Regions from separate parts of the Sus scrofa genome. Here region 1 is linked to region 2. The links are chromatin contacts, called in public Hi-C maps. All regions are on one chromosome and are shown on one strand. The core of a region is the stretch at or near the end of the contact, and the rest is flanking DNA. Distances in the headings are between cores, read along the strand shown.

Evidence for each region. A called contact is a pair of places that touch in the nucleus more often than the background predicts.
Region 1: a contact with region 2 is called in a Hi-C map of subcutaneous adipose tissue, with 2.9 times the contacts expected there. The contact joins two enhancer-like sites. A contact is called at or near these places in 4 of 47 Hi-C or Micro-C datasets (embryonic fibroblasts, heart right ventricle, skeletal muscle and 1 more) and 2 of 2 datasets of contacts at active chromatin or transcription factors (alveolar macrophages and skeletal muscle).

Annotation. Positions count from the first base shown.
Region 1 is chr1:252,182,739-252,188,618 of Sscrofa11.1, forward strand. No RefSeq gene overlaps it. Among named protein-coding and RNA genes, the nearest start is that of KIAA0368, 140 kb to the right of the region's middle. Within about 2 kb of position 3,148, at least 13 of the 83 cell types and tissues checked have an H3K27ac peak or open chromatin away from gene starts, as enhancers often do. A contact at or near this core is called in subcutaneous adipose tissue, where this site is marked.
Region 2 is chr1:252,001,567-252,008,111 of Sscrofa11.1, forward strand. No RefSeq gene overlaps it. Among named protein-coding and RNA genes, the nearest start is that of LPAR1, 27 kb to the left of the region's middle. Within about 2 kb of position 1,560, at least 6 of the 83 cell types and tissues checked have an H3K27ac peak or open chromatin away from gene starts, as enhancers often do. A contact at or near this core is called in subcutaneous adipose tissue, where this site is marked.

The sequences.
Region 1 (5,880 bases), core at 1,898-4,397, 180 kb after region 2:
TTGAATATAATTTTTAAATATCTTAATAAGATGGAGTCCAATTTTAAATGGGTAGAGAATAAAAAAAGACAGTGCACACACAAAAAAAATATAAATAGTTCCTAAAAGGTGACTAGCATCATGTGTAATAAAAGCACTCTTTTACATTGCACTGAAATAGCATTTTTTAACCACCAAATTGTGATCCAAAAAAGTAATACATCATACTGCCGAAGAATATAGGCGTTGCTGATAATTTTTTTTCTAGCAATTTAGCCTAAAAATATATCTCACGTATTTGAAAAGATTATATCTCCATCTGTATCTATGTCCATATTCATATCTGTCTGCTCTCAGCAGAAAGATACTCAAGAATATAGCAGAGGCTGCTTTGAAGATGGCAATTAGTAGAATACAAGGGAAACGATTTCCTTTATATCCACTTATCTTCATGTGCACTTCTTGGACTTTAAACCTTAGTGTCTTTTCAAGTTTTGTTTTGTTTTTTTTTTTTAGGGCCACACCCGCAGCATGTGGAAGTTCCCAGGCTAGGGGTGGAGCTGGTGCTACAGCTGCTAGGCCTACACCACAGCCACAGCAACACGGGATCTGAGCGGCAACTGCGCCACATTCTTAACCTTCTGAGTGGAGCCAGGGATCAAACCTGCAACCTCATGGATCCTAGTCAGACTCGTTAAGTGCTGCGCCACGAAGGGAACTCCTCAAACTTTGTTTTTAATATAAAATTTCAAAAGCACCACACTCTAAGCATGAATATGAGGTACCAAGAAAATAGAGGCTCTACTTCTGTTGAGTGTTTGATTCATGTCTTTGATCCAAAGTCATTCGCAAGACTTTGATTAAAATATTGTGGAGGAGTTCCCGTCATGGCGCAGTGGTTAATAAATCCGACTAGGAACCATGAGGTTGCAGGTTCGATCCCTGGCCTTGCTCAGTGGGTTAATGATCTGACGTTGCCATGAGCTGTGGTGTGGGTCGCAGATGCGGCTCGGATCCTGTGTTGCTGTGGCTCTGGTGTAGGCCAGCAGCTACAGCTCCGACTAGACCCCTAATCTGGGAACCTCCATATGCCACAGGAGCGGCCCTAGAAAAGGCAAAAAGACAAAAAAAAAATTTTTTTAATAAAATATTGTGGAGTGCAGCCTATATTATAAATAGCTCATGTGTATTCTAAATTTTGGACAGGAGAAATGCTTTTCCTTTGACACCCTAGTGCATGAAATGTGCATTTCCCCTCGTAGTATTTTCTTTGCCTTTGTGAGACTTTTCCAGGCTGATGTGTGGACACACAACAGTGTGGCAGTTTGAACTCTTACTGTTTCTGTCTATTGATTGCATCATCACTGGTCTTAAGTAGCTGCAAAAGGGAGCACACTAGATTCCATTGAATACTTTGCCCATTCAACTACATTAGTGCCTCATTTCATCCCTACAAAGCCTTTATGATGAAACTATTATTATCTTCAACAATCTGAAACTCAAGTATCAACTAAGTTGCCCTAGAGAGTTGCAGGATGAACAACCCACTGGGCTGGGATGCAAATTCAGGTGTGTCTGGTGCCTCAGTGGAGGGTGGACATCAGATGACTAGGAGTCACAAATAACTAGCTGTACATAGTAACTACATAAATAAATGCTTTTTAGTAAATGCTTTTTTAGCTTTTTTTTTTTTTTTTTTTTTTTTTTTTGTCTTTTCAGGGTCGCACCCACAGCATATGGAGATTCCCAGGCTAGGGGTCTAATCAGAGCTGTAGCTGCCAGCCTACACCACAGCCACAGCAACACCAGATCCGAGCCGCATCTGCAACCTACACCACAGCTCACTGCAACACTGGATCCTTAACCCACTGAGCGAGGCCAGGGATCAAACCCTCAATCTCATGGTTCCTAGTCGGATTCGTTTCTGCTGCGCCACAAGGGGAACTCCAGTAAATGCTTTTTAATGGAAATCATTGAAAGCACATCTTTCCTAAAATATTTGTAAACTGATATAACTATATTAAGTGTTGATGGGAGAAAAAAAAAGACTTATGCCTGATTCTATTAACACGCACACAAAAATGTTTTAAATTAAGACCCTTCTGGAGTTCCCATCATGGCGCAGCGGAAATGAATCCGACTAGGAACCATGAGATTGAGGGTTCGATCCCTGGCCTCGCTCAGAAGGTTAAGGATCCAGCATTGCCACAAGCTGTGGTGTAGGTTGCAGACACGGCTCGGATCCTGCCTTGCTGTGGCTATGGCATAGGCCAGCATCTGCTCTGATTAGACCCCTAGCCTGGGAAACTCCATATACCACAGGTGTGGCCCTGAAAAGGCAAAAAAAAAAAAAATTTGAGTCTTCTGAGATTGGCTTGAATAATATTGAAAACAATTTAAATGGGCACATAACTACTCTATCTCTTACCAATGAGAAAACTCAAATCACCCTAACCCACTCTTTCATTCACTGCAATGTATATCATGATACTGCTCAAATATTTGTGGCTTATTTTAACCCAAATCTGTACACTGAATTCTCTGCTGAATGGATTTGGGCTTTTAGTTTTACTTCTCGGTATCTAGTTTAAAAGGAAAAAGCACTCAACATTCTAGCAGCAGCAAACTTGAGAGAAATAGCATGAGGGACTTAGAATATGAATTCTTTTTCAGTCCCCAAAGGGACGCTGTTTCACCAAGACCCAGGTCAGAGGGCTGGGCACCGCTGGGGCAGGTCACATGGCTGATCTGGGGTGAACTTGTTTTGTGAAGAAACAGATGATTTCTAGCTCTAAGGCTGCTGTTCCTGTAACTTTTTAGCAACAGTTAAATCCATTCCAAAATGACAAGTAAAAGAAAAGAACATTCTGAATAAAGTGCAGATGAATGGAGTTTTCCCCTGCCTCCCTGGGAATATTATGAGCATCTTACAAAGGCAGTCATATCCTGTTTCTTTCTCTGGTTGCTACAACTGTGGTTTGTATACTGGCTGTATCGCTAATGTGAATTTCTAACCCAAAAAATGTCAAAAGAAAAAAAAATTGTACTCCTTCACAAGTATGCATTTTTCTTCCTTAACTTTCAACAAGCACTGTTCTAAGTCATTGTTATTTTTTCTACACTGGAAGCAAATAGCCACATCTTTTTCATATCCTACTGCTAGCACAGAAGGTGAAATACTGACATCAATGAAAGGAGTTGCAAGTTCAGCATTAATAGAAACCAGGCAAACACTATTGGGCTATTTATAACTCAACAGTGCCCCCTAGTGTGCCTATAAAAATTAGCATGAGCCCAAGATTCAAAATAAATCGAGTTGAAAAAAGCCAATCAAAAGACATTCACAGGAGTCCTCTGGTGGCCTAGCAGTTAAGGACCCGGTGTTGTCACTGCTGTGGCTCAGGTCACTGCTGTGGCTGGGTTCAATCCCTAACCCGGGAACTTTTTGTGGCAAAAAAAAAAAAAAAAAAAAAAAGTCAATAAATTTATCTTGTCAAACAATCAAGGCATTTGCCTTTTCAGGTGAAACTAATTATTTCAACAAGAGACATAGGTTACTTTCAACTAACAATAGGGCATTAAGAAGATCAGATTCAGGTAGAAAGAGCATCAAAACACATGGAAAGAGATAATCCAAAATACAAATATGCATTTTGAAAGGAGACAGAAGAAGGAGGAGAAACAGACCCTTCCTGCTGGACGCAACTGATGTCCTAAGAGGGAACATCCATCCTGCAGTCCCACGCTCAGATCTTTATTCTCTGCTAGAGTTCTTATCCCTCTGTATTTGAATACTATTTTTTTTTCATCTTTTGCCATTTCTTGGGCTGCTCCCACAGCATATGGAGGCTCCCAGGCTAGGGGTCGAATCGGAGCTGTAGCCACCGGCCTACGCCAGAGACACAGCAAGGGATCCGAGCCTCGTCTGCGATCTACACCACAGCTCACAGCAACGCTGGATCCCTAACCCACTGAGCAAGGCCAGGGGTCGAACCCGAAACCTCATGGTTCCTAGTCGGATTCGTTAACCACTGAGCCACGACGGGAACTCCTGAATACTATTATCTTTAACATTCCTTTCACCATTTAGAGGAAATCTTCCTTGGCTGGTACTCTATCTCAATGTCCTCAAAAATGACATGCCATGCCAATAAAGCTTCACCAGGAGTTCTTGTCATGGCTCAGCAGTTAACAAACCCCACTAGTACCCATGAGGAGGCGGGTTCGATCCCCAGCCTCACTCAGTGGGATAAGGATCCAGCATTGCAGTGAGCTATGGGTGTAGGCCGCAAATGCGGCTCAGATCCTGCGTTGCTGTGCCTGTGGCGTAAGCTGGCAGCTACAGCTCCAATTCGACCCCTAGCCTGGGGACCTGCATATGCCATGGGTGCAGCCCTAAAGAGACAAAAATAAATAAATAGATAAAAGCTTCATCATGTCCACTCTATGGAAAAAGATCAATAGAACCTAAATTATTTGCGAAAAGAAATCTAGGCCTGATAGAATATGGAAAAACTCTCACAGTGACACACCAGTTGTAAATTAATATCAAAACCCACTGTATAATTTTCACTGTAGGCAATTCCCCTGAAGTTGACTATTTAGCAGATTTGATGTTTTCAAAAGGTTTGATTTTTTCACAAGTATTCCTTCCACGCACTGCTTCGGAAATACATTTTAATGAAGTCAGTCTCATTTGACTATTACATTCATCATTCTGTTCTCCAAAACAAGGGAGGGAGGGAGCAGGTAAGTACACCCATGTGTCTTCACAGAATTCTTACTTGTGTGTGTATATATGCCCTACATCATAAAACCACAAGGCATGATATTGAAAGACTTTTAGCAGTTTTCAGACTAACACGAGTTGTCTCTGACAACGGAGGTTAGTATGTAAAAAAGTTTACTAGGGAGTGCTCTGAGGTTAAACACCTGGGGAAGAGCAGAAGTTGGGGTGATACAATATCAAGAGAAGCCTTACCTGATTCTCCGAGGAGTTCCAAGAGCTGAATTATCCTTCAGAACCATCCTAACTTAGGGGTAAGAGGGCTGGACTTTTAGAACCTGCTATTGAGCAGTCATTGACTGTGATCACCTGGAAAGAGGCTCGGATCCCTTGCTGTGTCTCTGGCGTAGGCCGGTGGCTACAGCTCCAAATCGACCCCTAGCCTGGGAACCTCCATGTGCTGTGGGAGCGGCCCAAGAAATGGCAAAAGATGAAAAAAAAAAAAATAGTATTCAAATACAGAGGGATAAGAACTCTAGCAGAGAATAAAGATCTGAACGTGGGAGTGCAGGATGGATGTTCCCTCTTAGGACCTTGGCAAGACAGCTGTCCTCAGTCAAGGCAATCCCTGCTGACGTCTGAGAGCTGAGAACTGGCTGTTGGCAGCATTCTCTACAGCTGAGAGTCTCTCGTTCCTGATGGAGATTCTGATCAGCACATCATCGCATCCATCAGCAGAACTCAGATCCATGCAGTGCCCCGTATGCCCTTGTCTCAATAAGTATACATTTCATCGATGAAAAAGAATAGCAGTCTTAAATAGCAAATAGCACGTATCTCAAATAGCAACGCAGAAAATGACAGGGAGGAATAATGGAGGCACTTATTATTTTTTGTCTTTGTGCCTTTTCTAGGGCCACTCCCATGGCATATGGAAGTTCCCAGGCTAGGGGTCTGATTGGAGCTGCAGCCGCCAGCCTACACCAGAGCCACGGCAACGCGGGATCCGAGCCGCATCTGCGACCTACACCACAGCTCATGGCAACGCTGGATCCTTAACCCACTGGCAAGGCCAGGGATCAAACCTGCAACCTCATGTTTCCTAGTCGAATTCGTTAACCACTGCGCCACGACGGGAACACCTGTGTTTTTGTTTTGTTTTGTTTTGTTTTTTT
Region 2 (6,545 bases), core at 310-2,809:
ATGTGTTCATTTTCTCTGTGATTTCCAAGATATTTTAGTGAGGCTTTATGTGAATCTGCTTCAAGGAGTAGCAGCCTCATTACTGGCTCTTGAAAAAAAAAAAAAAAAAGGACTGAAATAGCTTTCACTACCCTCACCTACCACCAATAATATCCATCATCCCTCGTCCTTTGAGGTGAACAGTTGATTTTCACAAACTTCAGTAAAGCGCTATACAAACCCATTTCCAGGCTCCCTTCCAAACCTACTGCCGCCCCCAAGTCTCTCAGATGTAAAAATTCTGTAATCATCAGTGGCCAACTCCGATACCAATTTGACCTCTAAACTCTTAAAGTGGACACTTAAACTTTGACGTTTCGAAGTTTTCTGGGTTAGAGAATCAGAGCCTTCCATCTTTCCATGGGCAACTTTAGACCCTATCTCATCTAGATCCAATTTTTCTTTCAGCTATTCTAAAATTCCATCTTCTCTCTTTTCTACTAAAAGGCAGCCACCTCAGCAGAACTTCTGGGAACACGGGTGATGAATTCCACCAGTCCTTTATTTCCGACGATACTTTCTGATGATTTTCCTATTGTGCAGTAAGAATCTCAAAAAGAAGTGTTGGGACTTCGGACTCATCAAGTGATCAAGCCACAAATTCTGGCCACTTTAATTAGCAACTTATCATCTCCTATTTCTTCTCCTCTTCCTGTCTTCATCTCATGAGACAAATCTGGATGTTGGACCATAAAAAGCATCATTGTAGGTACTCCCTTCCTCTTTTAACCCCCTCTTTGCTGCATCTCATTAGGTCATTGGGTCCAGCACCCAACACACTTCGCTGGCCCTGTTCCCCTGGGTCCCTCGGAAAGGTTCGTTCTTCTTTCTGCTTCTGTGACTTCCTTAGGCACCTGTTGCCCCTGCTTCACTTCAGGTGACTTTTGCAGGCTGTAATACCTGGGAGGAACTGCCTTTATCACATTATAAAGACTATTAAGTTGTTTCTTATTAAAGTGCAGATTCCTGTGTCCCAGACATCCGAAACTGTCAGCGAGTTTTGGGACTCTTCATTTTTACAAGCTTCCCAGATGATAATGATGTGAATGAAAACTTAGGAAGTAAAATAATAGGTAAGGTCTTCAGTCCTCTGAATTCCTCATTCTTTGGTTCCTTCCTTTCTCTCTTTCTTCTTTCCTTCTTTGGAAATTAATGCAACACCCGGGGCTCACTGTCTGGTCTGTAGTCTTTCTTCCTCCTGTCCTTCTCTCTCCTTCTCTCTCTCCTTCTCTCTTCCTCTCTCTTTCTTTCCTTCTCTCTCTGTCTCTCCCTACCCTTCTCTCTGTCTCTCCTGTCTGGTCCCACCTTGACCTGCCATTTAAGGGATCTTGGCAATATGTTGAGCACTACAAATATCTAATACTCTTAAAAAAAAAAAAAATGAAAGAAAAGAAAATTAACTTAAGCAAGAGCTTCTGGACCAAACTCTCTCTTGAACTTGGGACATGTAGACTACACCCTACAGGACAGTAAAGAGCCAGGAAACCCAAAAATAAGCACAGCTGGGATCCATAAAGTCCCCTCCCTCTGATTCAGGGGGAAGCGTTAAAACAGCTGACCTACTGCTCCAGCATTTCTGTTCCATCATCTGGAATGAGTGATAAATGGATATTTAAAAGCTGACGTGCTGCCTCCTTTATCCTTCACCACAATTTTATGAATTATTTTTTGCAAAAGCTTCCATCCTATAGCCCTGGTGTAAAAAGACTTAATTCTGCCACATGGTTTTAGAGTTCTGGTGTTAGCAGAAAAGGAAGAAAACTCTTCAAAACCTGACGGTAGCAGAGGTGGGTAATACTGGCCAAGTCCGTGGTGGTTGTTTCATTCAAAACAAAGAGCTAAAAGAAAACCGTTTAGAAATGTATTATTTTTAAGACCTAAAAGAAAATTATTTACATATTTGCTGTTTTTTATTTCAATTGATATTACTGGAAAGTGACCTATTAATTAAGTTATGGTTAATAAAAGTCTATTTAAGCTATATTCTGTAATTGAGAGGAATTTTGTAGTAATTGGGGGTTTAAATAATTAATTCTTGAAGTTCCCGTCAGAGGTTAACAAACCTGACTAGGAACCATAAGGTTGCGGGTTTGATCCCTGGCCTCGCTCAGTGAGTCAAGGATCCTGCTTTGCCATGAGCTGTGGTGTAGGTCACAGATGTGGCTCGGATCTGGCATTGCTGTGGCTGTGGTGTAGGCTGGCGGCTATAGCTCTGATTAGACCCCTATCTTGGGAACCTCCATATGCGGAGGTTGCAGCCCTAGAAAAGATGAGGAAAAAAAAAAATTAACTCTTACAACGTGCACATATATATTCTACTGTGTCTTATTTTGCAAAAAATCCATTTTTCTTAAAATGGAAGCATTTCTGTCTGGCTGAGTGTTTGGCCTTAAACGTTAGACGAAACATGTTTACTTTGCATAAAATCAACTGTCATTATATGTAAGTTAACTGGTGAGTATCACAGTGTATAAAAACACTATGTGGAAAGTGGACTGAAAAAATTCTAGTTTGCTCTAGAATTGTCTCAGGTGACCAGGCTTTGTGTCCAGGCACTAGATAACCTCTTTCACTTGAGGAAAAAAAAAGTCTGTTTTATCATCATCAGTTGGTTTTTAAAATAACCCATTCTGTTTTATTTGCAAAAGTTCACAAAGAGACCTATGTGATTTGCTGAATTTAAATAATTTAGAGACAGATAGCTTTGCTAGCGAGAGGAGGAGGGGGAAAAATGTACCCATGGAGAATTATCTTCCAAATACCGCCTCTAAGTCTGGACTTCACATCAAGATCTGGCAAACAGACAGTACTAAAATTGTCAGCTCTCTGAAATAATCACGCCTGCTGTCTGTCAGAGGTTTTGCAATTGAATTAATGCACATTTCTGTCTTATGGAGAAACCCCCCCTCTAATTCCTATTCTTCTCACTTACTTTTGTAGCAACTTTAGACCGCCACCCCTATCTGTCTCAGCTGTACAAACTCACAACAGGAAGTATAGTCAAGGGTCCTAAGCTGATAGAAAAAAAAGTTGGGGTGGGGGGGGCATGTGTAGGAGAGAAAAAAGAGACAGGGAGAGAAAGCCCTAACCTCTGAATAGCTTCAATATGCCCATCCCAGGTCTGATAAACATCTCTTTCATATTAAATATTGGCTGGAAGTACTTTTACATAAAGGAAAAAGAAGACCTTTTTCTGCCTTTGAAAGGTGAGCACAAGATCAAAGCAGCCAGGATAGAAGTTTCTTGACTGGAATTCCACCAACGCAGATGGAAAACCCATTTAAAAAAAAAAAAAAATCAAATCTATTCACAAATAAAAATAAGCCACCAGGTTTTAAGAGCTCTGGCTTATGTTATGCTGAACATCAGGAATCAATTAAATTGCTCTCCCCTTCTTGTTTATCCTAAATAATATAGCCTTTTCCCTCTTCTGATTATACCAGCTTCGTGCCCCTGTGACAGGGGTCTGTTCTTTCCACTTTTTATTCAAGCTCTTTCTCTGGAGCATATGGGAACTGGATGAAGATGGAAAACTTGCATTTTTATCATGCTTAGGAAAAAGAGTTAAATCTCTCTCTTCTCGCATGGAGCATTTTCTTTTGCCCCCAAAAGACAGTTGGCAGTCGGTTCATGGCTGAGCACATCAGTTTGCGGAATCATGATATCCAACCATTGACAACGACTCTGTTTTTCATTTGCTTCAACTTTTCACCTCCCTCCTGAGCTTATAATGGAACATATTCTTCATGTTCTGCTTTTAGTTTTCCTTTTTAAGGCTTGGGCACATGGTTCAGTTCTGAGAGGAGAGAAAGCCGGGCTTAGTGCCTTATTGTGAAATATGGACTATAAAATGACATCAATCTTTCCAGTTACTGTCTGAGAACAAACCACGCAGCGTGTCTGTTTCCCGTCTGTCCACCAGGACCACAGCCTCAGTGGAGGGTACTATGTCTCATGTCTACACATCAACACATCTACATATCTGCTCCTAGGGGTTAGTCCAAGGAGCAGGGTGGATGTTACGCATTGAAGAGAGCTACCGGCTAAGCTCAGAAAACCACAAGTCACATGGCTCTTGACTTGTACAACACACAGACATGGTCATCCTTGTACATTTTGCCATAGAAAACAAATGGGGAAAGAGAAGGAAGTTGGGCTAGTGCCCTTTTAAATCCATCCAGAGTGACTAAGAGAACACTGGAGCCTCCGCATGCTTGGGTCAGAGCTTCTACTTCCTGTGCATTCCCATCGGTGAGTTCAAAGTTCAATCACGAGCCTTGTTAATATCCAGACAATTACGCCAGGAAAGGACAAAGGCAATAGTATCTCTTAGCTGAAAACCTAGCTTTCACCTTATATCCAGAATAACCCAAAGGCTTAGCTTCACCATCCCAGGGGCTCACCAAGAAACACTTTTTCCTCAATAAATGCTTTCACTGTCCCACTCAGATCTGACTGCCCGCCTCTTACTCCTGTGTGAGGTCTCACTTTTTTTTTTTCTCTCTCTCTTTTAGGGCCTTACCCTCAGCGTATGGAAGTTCCCAGGCTAGGGGTCAAATCAAAACTGTAGCTGCCAGCCTAAGCCACAGCCACAGCAATGAGGGATCTAAGTCACGTCTTCAACCTACACCACAGCTCTAGGCAACACCAGATCTTTAGCATACTGATCAGGGACAGGCATCAAACCCACATCCTCATGGATGCTAGTTGGTTTCTTAACCTGCCAAGTCACAAAAGGTACACCCTCTTTTCATGTTTTTGTTATGGAAGGGTGTTGAAATTTTTATTTTATGTGTTTATTTTTTGTGTGTAGCAGCTTGAATGTGGTATCTCGGTTCCCAGACCAGGGATTGAACCTGGGCCACAACAGCAAAAGCACAGAGGCCTAACCACTAGACCACCAGGGAACTCCCAGATCTCACATGCCTTCTCTAACTTAACTGCTGGGCTAAGTTCTGTACCCTCAGGGACAGTTTACAGTCCATCTGCCTTGCTGTCTCCATGACAGTTCTACTTTTTGTGCTTTTCTGGGAAACAGAAAGGAGTAGTTGCCTTCCTAGAAACTGACCTGGCAATGACCAGATGTGTCCAGGTTGCCTAGTAGAGGTCATTCAAACTCAAGTGGTGACAAAGCGTAATGGGGCTTGGGAGAGCGAGGGGGTGGGAGGAAATCAGACCAGGGAAAATGAAACCTAAATTTGGCCAAATCTCATTTTCAAAGATGGCACCCAATCTACTTAGACTCAATGTTGCTCTCTGTTAAAGGGATACAGAAATTAACATTCATAGAGTAAATAGAATTTTTTAATATTTTTGGTCCTTTATCTTTTTAGGGCCGCACCCGTGACATATGGAGGTTCCCAGGCTAAGAGTCAAATCAGAGCTTCCCCATAGCCACAGCAACGCTCAATCCGAGCCATGTCTACGACCTACACCACACCTCAAGGCAATGCTGGATCCTTAACCCACTGAGCAAGGCCAAGGATCGAACCCATGTCTTCATGGATACTAGTCAGGTTCATTAACCACTGAGCCATGACAGAAATTCCCATAGAGTAGATAGAACATTCCATGCACTTCAGGGAAGTTTTAACATTTTCATGTTTCACACAAAACCTTTGCAAAGTAAGCTTTCCTCTCCCCATTGTTATACATGAGGAAACTGGAACTCAGAAAAGTTCATGAACTTGCCCAGGATCACAAAGTCAAAAAGTATCAGAGCAGGGAGTTCCCTTCGTGGTTCAGTGGTTAATGAGCCTTACTAGGATCCAAGAGGATGCAGGTTCACAGACATGGCTCGGATCCTGTGTTGCTGTTGTGGCTGCCGTGTAGGCCCGCAGCTGTAGCTCCAATTCGACCCCTAGCCTGGGAACTTTCATATGAGGCAGGTGCAGCCCTGAAAAACAAAAACCAAACCAAACCAAACAAAAAAAAGTAGTAGAGCAGAGATTTGAATCTTTGTCTAGCTTTAGAGCTACTACTTCCCCTAAAAATACATGTATGAAAGCATTTTGCTCAGTGCATAGACAGTGCTTGATAGCTTTCTTTTTCCTTCCAAATTTCCTTCTAGCTTTAAAACATAAATTCTACTGTAAATTCCAAGCTTCAGACCTATTCATTTACAGAAATCACGTGGTTCACTGCACACACATCATGGCACTATCTACCGAGTCCCGCTTTAAATTCTCACCAGTCTACTTGCCCTTCTAACATTTCCTTTTTTTAAAGCTAAATTTCTTGTTACTCTCTTTTTTTGGGGCCACACCCTCGGCATAGGTTCCCAGGCTAGGGGTCGAATCAGAGCTGTAGCTGCTGGCCTACGCCAGAGCCACAGCAACACGGATCCAAGCCGTGTCTGCGACCTACACCACGGCTCACAGCAACGCCGGATCCTTAACTCACTGAGTGAGGCCAGGGATCAAACCCACAACCTCATGGTTCCTAGTCAGATTCGTTAACCACTGAGGGACGACGGGAACTTCTGCTCTCACTTACTCATCTTTGAT